Regions from separate parts of the Mus musculus genome. Here region 2 is linked to region 1. Evidence: chromatin contacts called from public HiChIP or PLAC-seq data. All regions are on one chromosome and are shown on one strand. Each heading gives the region's core, a stretch centred on a gene start, on an enhancer-like site or on the middle of the called end of the contact. The rest is flanking DNA. Distances are from core to core; before and after follow the strand shown. Region 1 overlaps Chchd6 (coiled-coil-helix-coiled-coil-helix domain containing 6). Region 2 has its middle 15 kb from the start of Gm36735.

Region 1 (3,291 bases), core at 360-2,859:
TTAATATATGTATGTCATGAATATGCTCACACATAGACATATTGTACAAAAACACATATTAAAAATAATAATTATTTTTGAAAGAGGAGTGCTGGAGAGATGTCTTAGTGGTTAAGAGCTGACTGCTCACCCAGGTTCAATTCTCAGCACCAACATGGCAGCTTTCAACTGTCTCTAACTCCTATTCTGGGGGATCCAATATCCTCATACAGACATACATGTAGGCAAAACACCAACTTACATAAGAAATAAAAATGTGTGTGTGTGTGTGTGTGTGTGTGTGTGTGTGTGTGTAAAACAACTGTTAGTCACCCCATATGGGTGCCGGGAACCAAACTCAGGATCTCTTCAAGAAAATGATCTTAACCATTGACTATTTCTCTGGACCCTCTGCTCTAAGAACTCTCTGAACCTGGGGTAGGTGGCTGGGGCCTTAGATCACTAGGCCTGACCGTCTGGCTCAGACCTCAGCCCTACACTTACTAGGAAGTCACTCCAATCAGTGAGGTCTTTGTTTCTTCACCTCTAAATAGGATACACTTTGCAATACCCTACATGATGGCACATAGCCTCCACAGAGAAGGGAGGCATAGGATTGTGTCAGCTGCTGATGGTGGTAGCAGCATGACTTTTGGCTAGAGGCTGAGTCAGCAGTCTTCAGGAACCCAGCTGGATCTCTGAGAGATGATCTGGTCATAAGTATTGAGTCCTTGTCAGTGGGATCAGTGTTCATGTGAGAGGGATGCTAGGAGGATGCCTTGTTCTTCCCATCCTGAGAAGATATGGGGAGAAGGCACTGTCCATGAAGCAGGGCTATGGGCCTCTCACTCCCCAGAAACTGCCACCCCATGGCCACATGGGTATCTAGCCTTTAGGACTGTGTTCAAGAAGTGGATGTTCTTTGTGAACCATCTGTGAGTCTCAGCTCCACCAGTACTAAGAGATTTTAATAATGGCAGCCATTGAGTCACTTCACAACACTTGCTTGGTAGAGAAAGATTTGATGAATAGAGTTTCTAGAATACTGTCTTTTCCCTCATGTAGTAAACAGTGCAAAGTTAGAAAGTATTTTCCTTAAATATCAAAGGAAAAAATGTTTGTGAAATTTTTCAGATTAGCAAATGATTGCAAATTGCATTGTAAATGTCACAGGAATGAATGCCAGCTGCTAGTGGCAGAAATGGTGGGAGTTTCCTTCCAAGACAGTGGAGCATCGCTAACAGCTCTGAGCAAACCAAATGATTACTGAGATGATAAACTCTGTCCATGTTTTTGTTCATTCATTTACCACATGTGGCGTGGCTCCTGTTCCTGATAGCTGATAGAACTGAGGTTCTAGCTAGGAACAGGACAGCTTCTTTCTCTGCCAGGAAGAACCTAGTGACATTTGAGATATGAAAAACAGTTTCTTAAACTGAATTGCAGAGGAAGCAATTTCCCAGCAAACGTTCACAATGGTCTAGTAGTACTATGAGATATGGTGCATGAGTTAGGAGTGTCCAGCAAGGAACCTGACCTAGGCTGGATTTGCAGAGGAAATGACATTTGAACTGACTCTTATGAGATGAAAAGGAGTTGCCAAAGGAAGGAAGGGGAAGCTAGTTTCAGCATGTGCATAAAGCCCTGAGACAAGAAGTCTTGTAGTTCACTTAAGGAACAGAAAGATGACCGGTATAACCAGAGTACTGCGCGGGAAGAGAGATGTAGATGAAGTTCCTAGAAGTAAGCTGGGGTTACATTAAAATCACATGGTCTATTTTCATTTTATTAAGAATGCAAAGTGCATCCATGTGCTATTTAGCAGCACCTTAAACAACTTTGGACCTCATGGGCAGTAGGCCAGAAGAGCACAGAGGGGCTGAACACTTACTTCTACAGCATTGCATGTCAGTGCACACAGACCTCTGAGCAGCCAGTGAGACAACAGCACAGGCATCTGTGTACAGCACACCATGTTTGGTGATCACAAGTGGTGGTGCTGCTGGTTTAGTGCTCTGTATATGAGGCTACTGTTGGTCATTATTTTAATGTGTGCTCATTCTACTTTACAAAGAAAAAAATCAGCCATAATGTAGTGTGCTCTATGACCTGGACAGTGGCTGCTGCCATCTTATAGATGGTGTGTCTCAGTTGCATCAGGAGGCCACACCAAGTGATTAACACATGCCATCAGGGTTTGCATCGTGTGATTTGGCTGATTTAAGAGAGAAATAATAAGCTGCTCTACTACTGTTCACATGATGTTGTTAACAACACATTTCTTCAGAACAGCTCGCTGTGGATGAGCAGTGGATAAGCTTACCACACCCAGCTTTATTTCCTTTCTTTTATCTGTGGTCATGCCTAGGAATTCTCTCTTGAGCATATAGCTTTGCTACAGCATTTTAAGTTCTGAACTGATGTATTTTCATTGCAATTTAGTTCAATTTTTAAAATTTTAAATTCAGATTTCTTTTCTTGAAGAAATATATTGATGATTTTCTAAACATTGGAGGATTTTCTACTTTTGGTATGCTTGCTCTCAAGTTCAGTTTGCTAATTAGTGACTTGAGAACAGGAAAGTGAAATCTCTTGGAAGCTTGACTTATAATCCAGTATATGGTCTGTTTTGGTATCCTGCATGGTTACTCTTCACTGTCGGCTTCACTGAATTTAAAGTTACCTGGAAGACACCTCTGTGTGTTGCCTTTGAGTAGAGTCTACCTGAAGAGGGAAGACTTGCCCTAAATGTGGATAGCACCATCACCATGGATAGGATGGGAAAAGGGAGGGAGGGGATGAATTGAGCATTGAATTTATCTTCCTGCTTCTTGTTCCTGCAACTGTTTGCTCCTTTTGGGAAAGAATTCTTGATTCCAGAACAGGAGTGTTTCTGCCAGAAGGTGCAGTCATCCCTTTGAAGTAGAAGCCGAGATTTCCCTGGCCACTTGGGCTCCTGGTGTCCTTCGCACCTGTGATCCAGCCCACTAAAAGAGAAATCCAACTGTTTCTCCTCGATGGAGGTAAGGAGAATGTGTCCTGGAGAGCAGGAGATCCTTTAGGCTACCTCTTGACGTTCCCATCGCCATATGATTAAAGTCAGCAGGAAACCAAAACAAGCCAATCCAGGAAGGATGAGAAATGGTCCAGACCCTTCAAGAAAGAGATGTGAGTCACCCTTCTTAGGTAAAGAACCAAGACCTGCCTGCTGAGGGTGGAAGGAATGTGGAGTGGGTAGGAGAGGAATGTGCTTTAAGTACCAGAGAAAGGCGTGTGCAGTTAAAAGGGAATTCTGCAGTGGACATGTCCTCA
Region 2 (3,291 bases), core at 537-3,036, 160 kb after region 1:
TGTATGAGAGACTCGGTGGGCATTAGAATAGTCATGTTTGTGCATCTATGCGTAGCTGCCCCAGGCGTGTGTACAAGCTCCGTCTCAACTGCGCTGCTTGGCCTCATCACAGTATCCCCTTAGAGGGGAGTGTGTGTGGCTCTTGCTAGTGAGCCCTGGGTCCCAGCCAGGCCAGGTAAAGCAGAACATGTGGTCTGAGGCAGGTCTGAGGAGTAAGCACACCCTTGGTCCCGTACATCCTCCTGTCACCGTCACGGAAATCCTGTGGCCAAGCCCAGACTGGAAATCAGCCAGCCCAAGAGCTCTTGAGCCCAGCACCCTCCTCTGTCCCATGCTGTCACCAGGGCCACTTGCTCGGGTTAACTGATGGCAGTGAAAAACCCATTAAGCGCCTGCTTCTCCCAGTCATTTGCTATCATAAGGCAGCCTGGCTGACACACGCTGGCTCTCCTGCACATAATTGGAGAAAGTTTTCCCGTCACCCCTTTCTCCGTGTGGCAGCGCTGGCCCTCTTGGGCCCCTCTCTGCCATCACGCCAGCTCTTCTCTCCTCCTTCAGAGTTTGACCTAATTTCCACTCTGTCATTTTCTCCTCCACGCTGTGTCAGTTTCCCTAGGAGCTCCCAGGAACCCCAGTCCCAGCTAGCCATCTGCTCCTCCTTTCTCCTCTCTAGAGGGGATTCTGGTATAGCTTAGCCATCCCTGGGGGACTCAGGAGCAGCCCTGCCATGTACTAACCCTGACAGAAGGCAGGTTGGATGGCGATGGAACTCAGACCTGTCCAGGTAGGGTAGCTCATCTTAGATAAGAGCAGGCCCTAATGCTGGATGCTGGACACCTAGACAGCTGCTTTTGCAGAAGTGGGCAGCTTGATTCCAGCATGCTGCATCCCTGGCTTTCTGGGTCCCTTTAGTAAGCTCTGAACCTCTTATAACAGCACCGCCGCTCTACCCCAGGCCTCTCTTCCAGGTTCCCATTGCCATGATATCCTGTGGCCAGCGTAGTACTCCAGCCATCCAGATGGACTCCACTCTGTGTGAGGATCTGAATGAGGCCAAGCTCTGGGGAGCACATGAGTAGTACCCCACCCAGAAGATGAGCAGTGTCTGTCTCAGAACCCCTGGCCTGGGATCCGGGCCGGGGCCTCAATACACACAGTCACACAAATGGAGAAACCAGGCCTTCCGTAGACTATCTGCTTCCCCTATGAGCTGGAGACAGAGCCACCGTAGGCTCAGTCTTATCCTTGGAGTCCCTGGTAGGTGGAACTCCAGGGTGCAGGTTTCTAGAGACTTGTGGTCTTTCATGGTGTTTAACTTTAGTCTCCCTGATTCTTAACCCTAACCCAACCTTGGGGGAGTTCCCAAGTTACCTTCGGTCATGGTGTTTTAGAGCAGTAATAGAAAGCAAACTTTAATTTACTTCAGTTTATAACTAGCAGTCGACCATGAATTGAAGGCAGAGCCAGTATCCAAGGCAGGAACCCAGGGGCAGGAGCTGAAGAGGCTGTGGAGGAACACTGCTTGCTGACTTACTCCTCAGGCTGACATCCAGGTACATTTCTTCGACCTCCCAGGACTACCTGCCCAGGGGTGCCACCACTCATAGTAAACTGGGCCCTTGTACATTAACCATTTAGAAAATGCCTCACAGACTTGCCCACAGGCTAATCTTACAGCAAGCATCTTCTCAGTTGTGGTTCCTCTTTCCAGATAACTCTAGCTGAGTCAAAATAACAAAACTAATCAGGTCACCAGGCCTTAAGTCATCTGCCACAGCCCTGCCCCGCCTGCCCCAGCTCCAGCCCAGCTCTTCTCGTTGTTGCAGACACTGCAGAACAACAGCTACAGCTACTGTAGAAAGACTACGGTGCCTTCCTGGGCTCCCAACACTAATCAGCCAAGGCTGACCTGGAAGCCCAGTCAGGTCTGGCTTTCTTGAGCACAGAAGTCTATGTCCACCTAGGTGAACAGCAGCAAGATGAGAGAGGAGCCTATCTCAAGCCAGCAGCCTGCCTGTGGCATTCCCAGCCTCCTCACCCTGACTCCAGTGTCTGCAGTTCTGCTATTCAAGCACCGCCGCCCCCCCCCCCCAGCCCAATATCCTGCTCCTAAACCAGCCTCCAGGGAATTCAGGGTCTGGACCCAGCCCCCCTGCTTGCCCCTGGCCAAAGGTTCTGTAGCCACACAAGGACTTCATGGAGCTGCATGTCCCTTCAGGGTTGACACATCCCTTGTGGCATGTGGTATCATCATTATACAGCATTCCAAAGCGCAGATGCTGTCAGGAGCACTGGAAGAGTTTTAATTAGTGGATAACGTTCAACACTCCAGAGACTTCATGTGAAGTCATAGATGGCCAACTTCTCTGGAACCACTGGGAACAGGAGCCACACTGGCAAGTGGCAAGCCTGTGCTGGGTGGAATTGGTACTTAGACAGGATGTCATTACGTGAGCCACAGTTTCCTGACTTCCTGCAGTAGGCTACACCCAGGCTGGCTTCTGCCTGCACACCATACCGGTGTAGCCCTGTTGAGTTTGCGTGGTAGCCACTGGGGATGGCTACACATCCTCCAGAGGACTGACCTGTAAAACTGTCCATCCACGTATTTCCTCTACTTCTCCCTGGGCTTAACTTTCATCACAGGCCTCTGCGGTCCTTCTTTTCCAGAAGGGGTTTATTACTTACTCACATTTGGAATAGGCCCGGCCTTATGACTTGGTTTAGCCAAGGGGCACTGGGAAACATGCATAAGAACTTGCTGTCTGCAGAGGCTGCCATGGAGTGAGCCAGCCAACCATTGTAGGAGGATGAGAAGCTGAGGCTCAGCTAGGGAGCCTGGGCGTGAGCAATGGCCCCATCTATTAATCAAGGTATGGGAGAGCCTGGTAGAGCTGGGTTAGGTCTGTACCCAGATGCCCAGAGCTTGGTTCTTTTGAGCCTTAAGCTTCTAGACGGTGTGTTACATGATAGAAACTTGCTGATTCATTATGTTTATGTCACAGGTCAGCTGATTCTGCTGGAAAAAGGAAGTTAGGGCTCCTTTTCACGCTGGCCTTTTCCAGTACCAGCAGAGGATCTCAGGGCCCCTCTGGTTCTGTATGATGGGGTTCGCTTTCTAGTACCAGGCCCCTGGGAAGACTTCTGGGGGTCGCATCATCCTCTGCTGGGTAACGCTTGCTCGGTGTGCCTGTTTCCTGTTGGCCTTAATTATGGCAGCCCCCACACAGCTCACATCCCTGATGCTCTGTCCGTTGTCCTGTGCAGCACTCTGGCTTTCAGATGTCCCAG

Evidence for each region. HiChIP or PLAC-seq counts read pairs in DNA pulled down with a chosen protein or histone mark.
Region 2: a contact with region 1 is called in an H3K4me3 HiChIP or PLAC-seq map of bone marrow-derived macrophages, with 4 times the contacts expected there. The contact joins two enhancer-like sites. A contact is called at or near these places in 4 of 484 Hi-C or Micro-C datasets (bone marrow-derived macrophages, nephron progenitors and peritoneal macrophages), 2 of 115 datasets of contacts at active chromatin or transcription factors (bone marrow-derived dendritic cells and bone marrow-derived macrophages) and 1 of 9 other capture datasets (bone marrow-derived macrophages).

What each region holds. Positions count from the first base shown.
Region 1 is chr6:89,414,274-89,417,564 of GRCm38.p6, reverse strand. The region is part of intron 6 of Chchd6 (coiled-coil-helix-coiled-coil-helix domain containing 6); the gene reads left to right. Among named protein-coding and RNA genes, the nearest start is that of Gm52910, 4.3 kb to the right of the region's middle. Within about 2 kb of position 1,609, at least 11 of the 459 cell types and tissues checked have an H3K27ac peak or open chromatin away from gene starts, as enhancers often do. A contact at or near this core is called in bone marrow-derived macrophages, where this site is marked.
Region 2 is chr6:89,256,801-89,260,091 of GRCm38.p6, reverse strand. No RefSeq gene overlaps it. Among named protein-coding and RNA genes, the nearest start is that of Gm36735, 15 kb to the left of the region's middle. Within about 2 kb of position 1,786, at least 80 of the 459 cell types and tissues checked have an H3K27ac peak or open chromatin away from gene starts, as enhancers often do. A contact at or near this core is called in bone marrow-derived macrophages, where this site is marked.